Regions from separate parts of the Sus scrofa genome. Here region 1 is linked to region 2. The links are chromatin contacts, called in public Hi-C maps. All regions are on one chromosome and are shown on one strand. Each heading gives the region's core, a stretch centred on a gene start, on an enhancer-like site or on the middle of the called end of the contact. The rest is flanking DNA. Distances are from core to core; before and after follow the strand shown. Region 1 overlaps LOC106504565 (a long non-coding RNA gene). Region 2 overlaps GCM1 (chorion-specific transcription factor GCMa).

What was found. A called contact is a pair of places that touch in the nucleus more often than the background predicts.
Region 1: a Hi-C map of liver shows a contact between it and region 2, with 2.4 times the contacts expected there. The contact joins two enhancer-like sites. A contact is called at or near these places in 1 of 5 promoter capture datasets (fetal liver) and 2 of 47 Hi-C or Micro-C datasets (both in liver).

The regions. Positions count from the first base shown.
Region 1 is chr7:46,944,761-46,949,405 of Sscrofa11.1, reverse strand. The region is part of intron 2 of LOC106504565 (a long non-coding RNA gene); the gene reads left to right. Among named protein-coding and RNA genes, the nearest start is that of ELOVL5, 14 kb to the right of the region's middle. Within about 2 kb of position 3,070, at least 79 of the 83 cell types and tissues checked have an H3K27ac peak or open chromatin away from gene starts, as enhancers often do. A contact at or near this core is called in liver, where this site is marked.
Region 2 is chr7:46,779,731-46,784,236 of Sscrofa11.1, reverse strand. The region is part of intron 2 of GCM1 (chorion-specific transcription factor GCMa); the gene reads left to right. Among named protein-coding and RNA genes, the nearest start is that of GCM1, 16 kb to the left of the region's middle. Within about 2 kb of position 1,411, at least 1 of the 83 cell types and tissues checked has an H3K27ac peak or open chromatin away from gene starts, as enhancers often do. A contact at or near this core is called in liver, where this site is marked.

The sequences.
Region 1 (4,645 bases), core at 1,821-4,320, 160 kb before region 2:
ATGGCTTTTTCCAAATCCAGTGTATAACAGTACTTCTCAGTTATGATGCTAAATTCTTTTTGGCCATGGCCCCAGCATGCAGAAGTTCCCAAGCCTGGTATCGAACCTGAGCCACAGCAGTGACAACACCAAATCTTTAATCACTAGCCACCAGGGAACTCCTGGGACAGTAAATTTTCAACCAAAAAATGATCTTTGTTTAGATTTCACAAACTTTACAGTTGAAAAAAGTAGATTCACATACCCACATTGTTCCAAATATACTTTGGAATGTGTAAATTAATGAAAATTAAATAGAATTTAAAATTCAGTTCCTCATTCACATTTCAAGTGTTCAGTACACACATAGGGCCAGTGGCTCCCACCCATACTGATAAGGTCTAACTAATTGGGTAGAAATGCCTCTCTTTGGCCCCATACAATCTGCTCCATCCTACCTTCCTCAGTCTGCTTCCCAGTCTTCCCCAACATGTATTCTAGATTGAATGATCCTGAACATTAATTCAAAAAAACATTTATTGTGCACTGACAATGTGCCAAGCACTGTGCTAACCGCTGGATATAATGGGAAACAAATCCATTTTTCCATGGAGCCCAAAAAAAGGAAAAGGTGGGGCCAGCAGACATTAAAAACAAATAACCACGTGTGTGTGTGTGTGTGTGTGTGTGTGTGTACATATATATATATATAGAGAGAGAGAGAGAATGCATACCCACACACATGTATATACACACACACCTAAATTGTTTATAAAATATACCCATATGGCGAAAAAGAGTGTGATGACAGGACAGGCAGATGTCAAAGAGCATCACACGAATAATATCTTAAAATTTTTGATAAGTACTTGGGTGAGGGGAAGATCTGATAGGAGTTATAATAGTGTGTTTTATGTAGAAGAGAAGCTTCCCAGAGGAAGCAACTTTAAGCTGAGACAGAAGGACAGATGACCTACTGAAAGAAGGGGCAGGGCAGTAAAGTGACAGGCAGAGTTCAGGGTGTGTAAAGAGCCTGGGGTGAGAAAAAGTTTCAGCTCTGAGAAACAAAGAGATCAGTAGTATGGTGCAAGTGTAGACAGTGGGGCCCCCCATGGACAGGTAAACAGGACTCGGTGTAGACAGTGAGGAGAATGGGCAAGGAAGCAGGACCCAGCACGTACAGGTCTTAACATCATCATAAGGATTTGGGGGTTTGTACCAAGTGCAACAGGAAAGCTCTTAAAGAATGTTTCAGGATGTTGGGCTGGCATTTCTTTTTTAAAGATCACTTTGACTGTTTGGGGAAGAAATGTCTCAACTCTTCAGCTTGGACCTCCTTCCTTCTTGGACCTGACCCCTGCTGCTTTGTCAAAGCTCAACCATAATTCTTGCCTTGTATTTATCTACTGTCACTTTAGGTACTGCCTTCCTTTACTGTTGTTACTCATGCTCAGCTCACTGATGTGCCTCACCTCTTTTCCAGAGGGCAGGAAAACCTTCATGCTCATTCTTGTGTGCCTGTAGCATGGATATGGAGCAGACAGACATGGCCAATCGGTTAAATCAGACTGAGTTCAAAGTCTAATCATAGTTTGCTACTTTCTCCCTCCAAAAAGCATTCTGTGACCTAATTCACTCTGTCTTTGATCCAACTTCTCTGTACTCTGCTTGCCACAAAGGCTGAAGTCCCTGAATAAGACCTTGGCAGCCCTCCGGCATCCGGGCTGGCAATACTTAATTATGAAAAGGGATTTTGTTTCAGGTCAGGCTAAGGTTACAAAAGGCATCAGCCCATATGTGACCTGGCACTTCAGAGCTTCAAGGAACTCTCCTTCAAAGTCCTGGCATGAAAACTATATACTTAACAGGATTCTTAAGAAATGCAAGAGTTCCCATTGTGGCTCAGCAATAACAAACTCGACTAGCATCCATGAGGACGCATGTTGGATCCCTGGCCTTGCTCAGTGGATTAAGGATCCAGCGTTGCCGTGAGCTGTGGTGTACGTCGCAGACTCGGCTCGGATCCCGCGTTGCTGTGACTGTGGTATAGGCTGGCAGCTACAGCTCCAATTAGACCCCTAGCTCGGGAACCTCCATATGCTGAGGGTGTGCCCCCCCCCCAAAAGAAATGCAAATCCACCTCCAAGAAGTGATTGTCCTGGAGTGGATGTACCTTAGCTAAGGGTGCCAAAAGCATTAGATTTCTTTCTACCTTCCAATTGCTGTGGATTTCATGACCTGAGGGGGAAAGTGTGGAAAGGGCCCAAGCTGTGTGACATACAAACTGTGACCTTAGCCAGATTAAGCTCTGAGCCTGTTCTGACATCTGTTTTTTATTTTATTTGTCTTTTAGGGCTACAAGTGTAGTATATGGAAGCTTCCAGGCTAGGGGCTAAAGAGGAGCTACAGCTACCGGCCTACACCACAGTAAAGCCAGATCTGAGCCTTATAGGTGACCACCACAGATCACAGCAACATGGGATCCTTAACCCACTGAGACCGGGGGTGGAACCCACATCCTCATGGATCCTAGTTGGTTAGTTACTGCTGAACCACAAGGAGAACTCCTATTTTAACATCTAAAACGGGTATACTAAAACCTATTCCTACAACTGGTGAGAAGGGAAAATACCTAGTAGCAGTTTGTGATCAAACTGCTTTCTGTGTCTTTAAGGTTTTTAGGGGGGAGAAGGGCAAGGGAGAAAGAAGGGAGTTACCTTTGTCACCAATAGAAAAGCCAGTAGGTTTCCTTTTAGTCCTTCCTGGTAAGAAGACATTGTAAGGATATCTCAGAAGGGGAAAAAAATGTGAAATATACTATGAGAAATTTTTCAGTATCACACAATTTATGAGGATACAAAAGGTAAATAAAATTTTAACCTCAACAAAGCAGCCTTTTGTTTTACCCTAAACTCTGGGGCAGCCTGGACAACCACTAACAAAGTCTACCAATTCGGTTAGTTCCCGGATTATAAAAGATGACTGTGAAAGATGAGTAAGGATTTCAGGCTTCTCTCCACAGTCCCTCCCCAGCAGCACACTTGGGCTGAGCTGCCCAGGGGCACATTTTCTAGCTGCTTCATCACCGCTTCCACCCCCCCGCCCGCCACCCTCACGCAGTTCCACCAAGTGGGGCGTTTAGGGACTGGGGGCGTCCTATGTGTCCATCTGGATGCCCTGGGTCCAGGGGGGCCTGGGACCACCGAAGTCTGGACCACTGTCCATTCTTCCCCCAGGGCCCCGGATACTCTCACATCCCAGGACTCCTCCCTCGCAGGGCGCCTCCTCACCCGGGACCCAATCCCCGCCAGGTCAGATCGGGGCTGAGGCCGGTCATTGCCCGGGAGTGACCCGGGCCTAGCGCGAGCCCGGGGCGGGGAAGGGGTGAGCGCGCGCGCCCGGCGAGGCCCCGCCCCATCGCCAGATGCAACGCCGTAGGTGCGCGGTGATTGGCGGGTGCTGCCGCGGGATGAATGGGGTGACCGGGGCGGGGGAGCGGGGCGGGGGCGCGGGCGGTTAACGGTCCACCAGCCCTGCGAATGGAGGAGGGGCCGGGGGAGTCCGGTTCTGGTCCCCCGGCCTGGAGTGGGTGTGGGGGGCCGGAAGTGATGGGGCCCCCGCGCGGTGTAGGTCCGGACTCTGGGCCCGGTCGGAGCCGAGGGAGGAAAAGCTCCGGCCCTCGGGAGGGTGACAAAGGGCGTCCCGCCCCTGAGGACCCTTCCTGGGCACTTGTAGCCCAGAGTCCAAAGATGGCCCGGAGCATTTCGGAGGAAGAGCTATGCTAGGAATCCTGTCCCGATACGCAGCTTTTTCCCGTCCCTCCACCAGTACCCCCCCCTTTTTTTTTTTGTCTTTTTGCTATTTCTTGGGCCGCTCCTGTGGCATATGGAGGTTCCCAGGCTAGGGGTCGAATCGGAGCCGTAGCCACCGGCCTACGCCAGAGCCACAGCAACGCAGGATCCGAGCCGCGTCTGCAACCTACACCACAGCTCACGGCAACGCCGGATCGTTAACCCACTGAGCAAGGGCAGGGATCGAACCCGCAACCTCATGGTTCCTAGTCGGATTTGTTAACCATTGCACCACGACGGGAACTCCACCAGTACCCTTTTTTGACTTCCCGTTTTACATTCGGTCACCCAACAAATATCTATTGAGGACGTATTTTATGCCTGGCACACCCAGCGAACAAGGCACACTTGTTCCTGCCATCCTGAAGTTTAAAGGCTAAGTGGGAAGGAAGGGATAAAAATAGTACGCAAAACAATCGTAGATTGTGTCAAGTGCTGTGAACTGAGTAAGAGCTAGTGTCTGGGAAGGGAGATGAGGTAAGCCGGGTGTTAGCCCAAGTAATAGGAGAGCTATCTGCAAAAGTGACTTAAAGTTAAAACCTGGAAAAGGGGAGGTGGACAGTTTTAAGTAGAAGGTATAGACTTGCAAAGGCCCTGCTCCTTCAAAACTCTTCTCATCCTCTCCAATGTCTGAATTCCTGTGGCACTTTTTAAGGTATAGCACTTTTTAGCCTAGTATTGTAGTTTTATTATCTCAATTCCTGGTCCCCGAAGAACATTCAGTAAACATCCACTTAGCATCCACTAACTTGTGGATATCCTGCTAAGTGCCTAAGTTCATTTACAAAGTGAATAGAAGATTGATGAAGGTTTCC
Region 2 (4,506 bases), core at 162-2,661:
AAAGTGATTCGTTTATGCAAATGGGTGTTTTTTTGTTTTGTTTTGTTTTGTTTTTTTGTCTTTTTGCCTTTTCTAGGGCCACTCCCGCAGCATATGGAGGTTCCTGGGCTAGGGGTCTAATTGGGGCTGTAGCTGCCGGCCTACACCACAGCCACAGCAATGCGAGATCTGAGCCGTGTCTGCGACATCTTCTGTGTCCATTCATCTGTCGATGGACATTTAGGTTTTTTCCATGTCTTGTCTATTGTGAATAGTGCTGCTATGAACATAGGGGTGCATGTATTTCTTTGAGTTATAGTTTCGTCTGGATATCTGCCCAGGAGTGGGATTGCTGAATCATACGGTAATTCTGTTTTTAGTTTTCTGAGGAATCTTCGTACTGTTTTCCACAGTGGCTGCACCAGCTTACATTCCCACCAAATGTGTAGGAGGGTTCCCTTTTCTCCACACCCTTTCCAGCATTTGTTGTTTAAACAAATCTATTTTCCTTAGTCTTTGTTACCACCTCTATAAAATGAAAATAGTAATTCTTTATATACTCTGCCTAAATCTCTAAGCTGTTTAGAACAGACGTGTTCCCAAAATGTGTTCTGTAGTATGTAAGTTATGGGGAATTTTAATGGGTACTGTGAAGGAAGAAAGGAAGTACTAAGTTTAACCAAGTTAAGCAGATATCTTTACTGCAGACCTGGTGCCTTTCTTATTGCACTGGTGGCGCTCCCAAAGGGAGGCTGTGTTGGCTATGTTGCCCTAACTTATTTTGATCGTGGAGCCCGCTTTTCGTGGAGCCCGCTTTTCATGCAGCCCTACAGGCGCTAAGTGTCTACCTGTTTGGGCATTAAAGATATATTTTAAAGGATTACATTTATAAAAGCCATCAATGGCTTGTAATTATTATATATTTCCCCAATTTCATTCTCTGTCCCACCCATACCAAGAATTTATAGTTTGTTTTTCATAGTTTGTTTGTATCTTCTTGCCAGGATTCCGGCAAATTCCTGCAACTTGCAGTCACATTCCTTTCTTGTTAGTCCATTCACCTGCTTCAAGTTTCAAGATGGTCACCTGAGAGCTCATTGCATGTTCTGGTCCTGGTTTCCACAGCCCTTTATACTTCCCAGATAGATCCAATTTGTTGTTTAATTTTTGGCCACAGTGAACAATGACATCCTCACCAGGACATCAGAGATTTTTGAGTGACTGGTATGTGCCAGACACAATAATGGGCCCAGGGGTACAGGGACCACTAAGCCAGGTTAACTTCCATGGAAGGCTAATGACCTGCTGGGGCCTGTGGAACAAGATCAGTGCCCAAACAGAGAATCAATGCCACAGAGAAAAATGCTACAGGTGCTGAAAGAAGGTGTATGTAATTCAGCATAACGAGGGCACAGGGAGCTAGGCAGAGGATTTGGCAAAGGGCTTGCTCTGGACAGGTACCTTGTGCAATGTGAGAGGGTTAGGTCAGATGAAGATAAGAGTTTGGGCCCCTGAATTTGAGGTCTATTCCATGGCTACTTTTGGCAAGGAGATCTGAAGGCCTCTGGCCTGAAAGGTGGTTCAGATGCAGGTTGTCCTAAGAGGATTTGGTTATTTTAAAGACAGTGGGAAGCTTATTGGGCTGGAAAGCATCATGATCAGATCTAAGGCCTGGAGAGTCTCTTGTCCTCACTAAGTCATCCCTCCCTGGATTGGTTTCACGTATGCTTCTCCTTTCTTTCAGCTGCATATATGTCTTTATAAATCTCCATTTCACTTGTTTCTGGCTGCTTGTCTAACTTGTTATTTCGATACCACTTCTTTATCCAGCCCCCCAGGGAGCCAGCCCAGAATTGCAGGCACCTAACTTACTAGAAACCATCATCAATAAAAGCTTCTTTATTCCAGAGAGTTCCCTGGGGGCACATCGGGTTAAGAATCCGATATTGTCAGCTCAGGTCTCTGCTGTGGCATGGGTTCGATCCTTGGCCTGGGAATTTCTGAGTGCTGCAGTACTGCCAAAAAAAGTTTCTTTATTCTGCTCGAGTGATGTAATACACCAATTTTGCTTTCCCTTCCTAGTCCCATAAATTATGTTTGCATTTTAAAAGTCCAAATGTAATTGCTTTAGTGTTTGCAAATGTCTGGGTTTGGGTTAGACTTATCTTCACTAAAAATGTTCATTGCGTGGTTTGTCACTTGGACACTTTTCATTAATACTGATTGTAATATTTGAGAGCTTTGAATCCTTAAGAAATTTTTTTTTCTGATTGAAAATCAGGAAGAAAATCAATTCTTTTTTCTCCTAAATAGGACCCGCTTAGCAGGGAGATGCAAGGCAGGCATGCCGCTCCCATCACCTGCCAGTTTCTCTGAGCAGGGCACAGAGTTCCAATAAGCACCGCAGCAGACAAACACCCAGAATCATTTTGTTTCTGAGCACAAGCGGTTTTCAGATTAAACCCATGACTAAAGCTACATGGGGCCATTAAGTCACACAATTCCAAGGTTTAAGTACTCTTTTTGTAGAGAAAACCTAAAACTGTACCTAGGCTAAACATAATTACAAGCCCACCTAAAGCCTGGTGAATCAACATCAAAGTGGCCACATCGTGTGTGTACGATAGGTCACTTTGCTGTACAGCAGAAATTGGCACATTATAAATCAACTACACTTTAATAAAAATAATAAATTAAAAAAAGTGGCCACATCTCTGATGAGTTAATTCCTGGACCAAGATTAAGTTTTTAAATTTATTTATTTATTTATTTAGTCTTCCGTCTTTTTAGGGCCGCAGCATATGAAGGTTCCCAGGCCAGGGGTCTAATCAGAGCTGTAGCCACCGGCCTACACCAGAGCCACAGCAACACCAGATCTGAGCTGCATCTGCAACCTACACCACAGCTCACGGCAACACCGGATCCTTAACCCACTGAGCAAGGCCAGGGATAGAGTCCATAACCCTACGGTCCCTAGTCGGATTCGTTTCCGCTGCGCCACGACGGGAACTCCTTTTAAATTTATTTTTAATTTTTAATTTTTGTTTTTTTGCCACACCCACAGCATATGGAAGTTTCCAGGCTAGGGATCAAACCCACACCTCAGCAGCGACCTGAGCCACTGCAGAGACAATGCCGGATCCTTAACCTACTGCGCCACATTGGGAACTCCTGGATTATGATTTTAAGCAGTGCATTTTCCTTTGCCTCTGTCTTACAAGCAGAGGAGAATCTTTGGGCTCATTCTGTGAATTCATGTAGATAAATGTAATCAGATGTGTCTTGGCATGAGGGAGCTAACGGGTAAACTAGATTCTGGAGTTCTGGTCAATTATTACCTGACTGCATGATCAGGTCATGTTGTTGTTGGTCTGAAGGGAACACTCATGACTTTGTCCTTTTTGTCCAGCCCTCTTTTTTTTTTTTTGGCCACCCCCATGGCTTGTGGAAGTTCCCGGGCCAGGGATCAAACCTGTGCCACAACAGTAACAACACCAGGTCCTTAATGCACTGAGCCACCAGGGAACTCCATGTCCAGCTTTCTCCTCCATCTCAAGGTCATTTGAACTCTATGGGACAGCTCCATCTATATAGACTCCATTGGGCATTGGGTCGCACTGGGACCAGAATTCTTCCTCTACCCTATGCTTCCGGGAGATGGGGATGGGAGCATTACTGCATCTGTAGTAGCAAAGACTCTCCTCAGAAGGTCCCTTGCTGAGCTGGGTAGAGTTGGAAAGGAAAGGGAGAAAAGAAGGGGATCTGACAGAGTTTGGAATCTGAGGCAGGAACCTGAGGTAGGAAATTGCAGGTTAGCCAAAAGAGTCTTTTTTTTTTTTTTTTTTGTCTTTTGTTGTTGTTGTTACTATTTCTTGGGCCGCTCCCGCGGCATATGGAGGTTCCCAGGCTAGGGGCTGAATCGGAGCTGTAGCCACCGGCCTACGCCAGAGCCACAGCAACTCGGGATCCGAGCCGCGTCTGCAACCTACACCACAGCTCACGGCAACGCCGGATCGTTAACCCACTGAGCAAGGGCAGGGACCGAACCCGCAACCTCATGGTTCCTAGTCGGATTCGTTAACCACTGCGCCACGACGGGAACTCCCAAAAGAGTCATTTTTAAGTTAACTCAAAAGCATTTTGTTGAATTGTATTTCTCCCTTGGATAACACTTGGAGCTGGGTTTCCAGCTGGCTCAAAAGAGCTAAATTCTTGAAATGTTGAAGGTAAGTCAAAATGCTGGTCGAATTTTTTTTTTTTCTGTGTTGCATAGGTAAATCTAAGTTTTTCCCTCTCTCTGATTTGTTTTAATGTGTATCTCTTTGCTAGCCCTGTTTTATTGGGAAGCATTTATTTATAAGGAATTAATAAACTATTCTTATTAAAGAAAAACTGGCAGGAGTTCCCATTGCGGCTCAGTTAAGAACCTGACTAGCATCCATGAGGATGCGGTTCCATCCCTGGCCTTGCTCAGTGGGTTAAGGATCCAGGGTTGCCGAAAGCTGTGTGTAGGTCAAAGATGAGGCT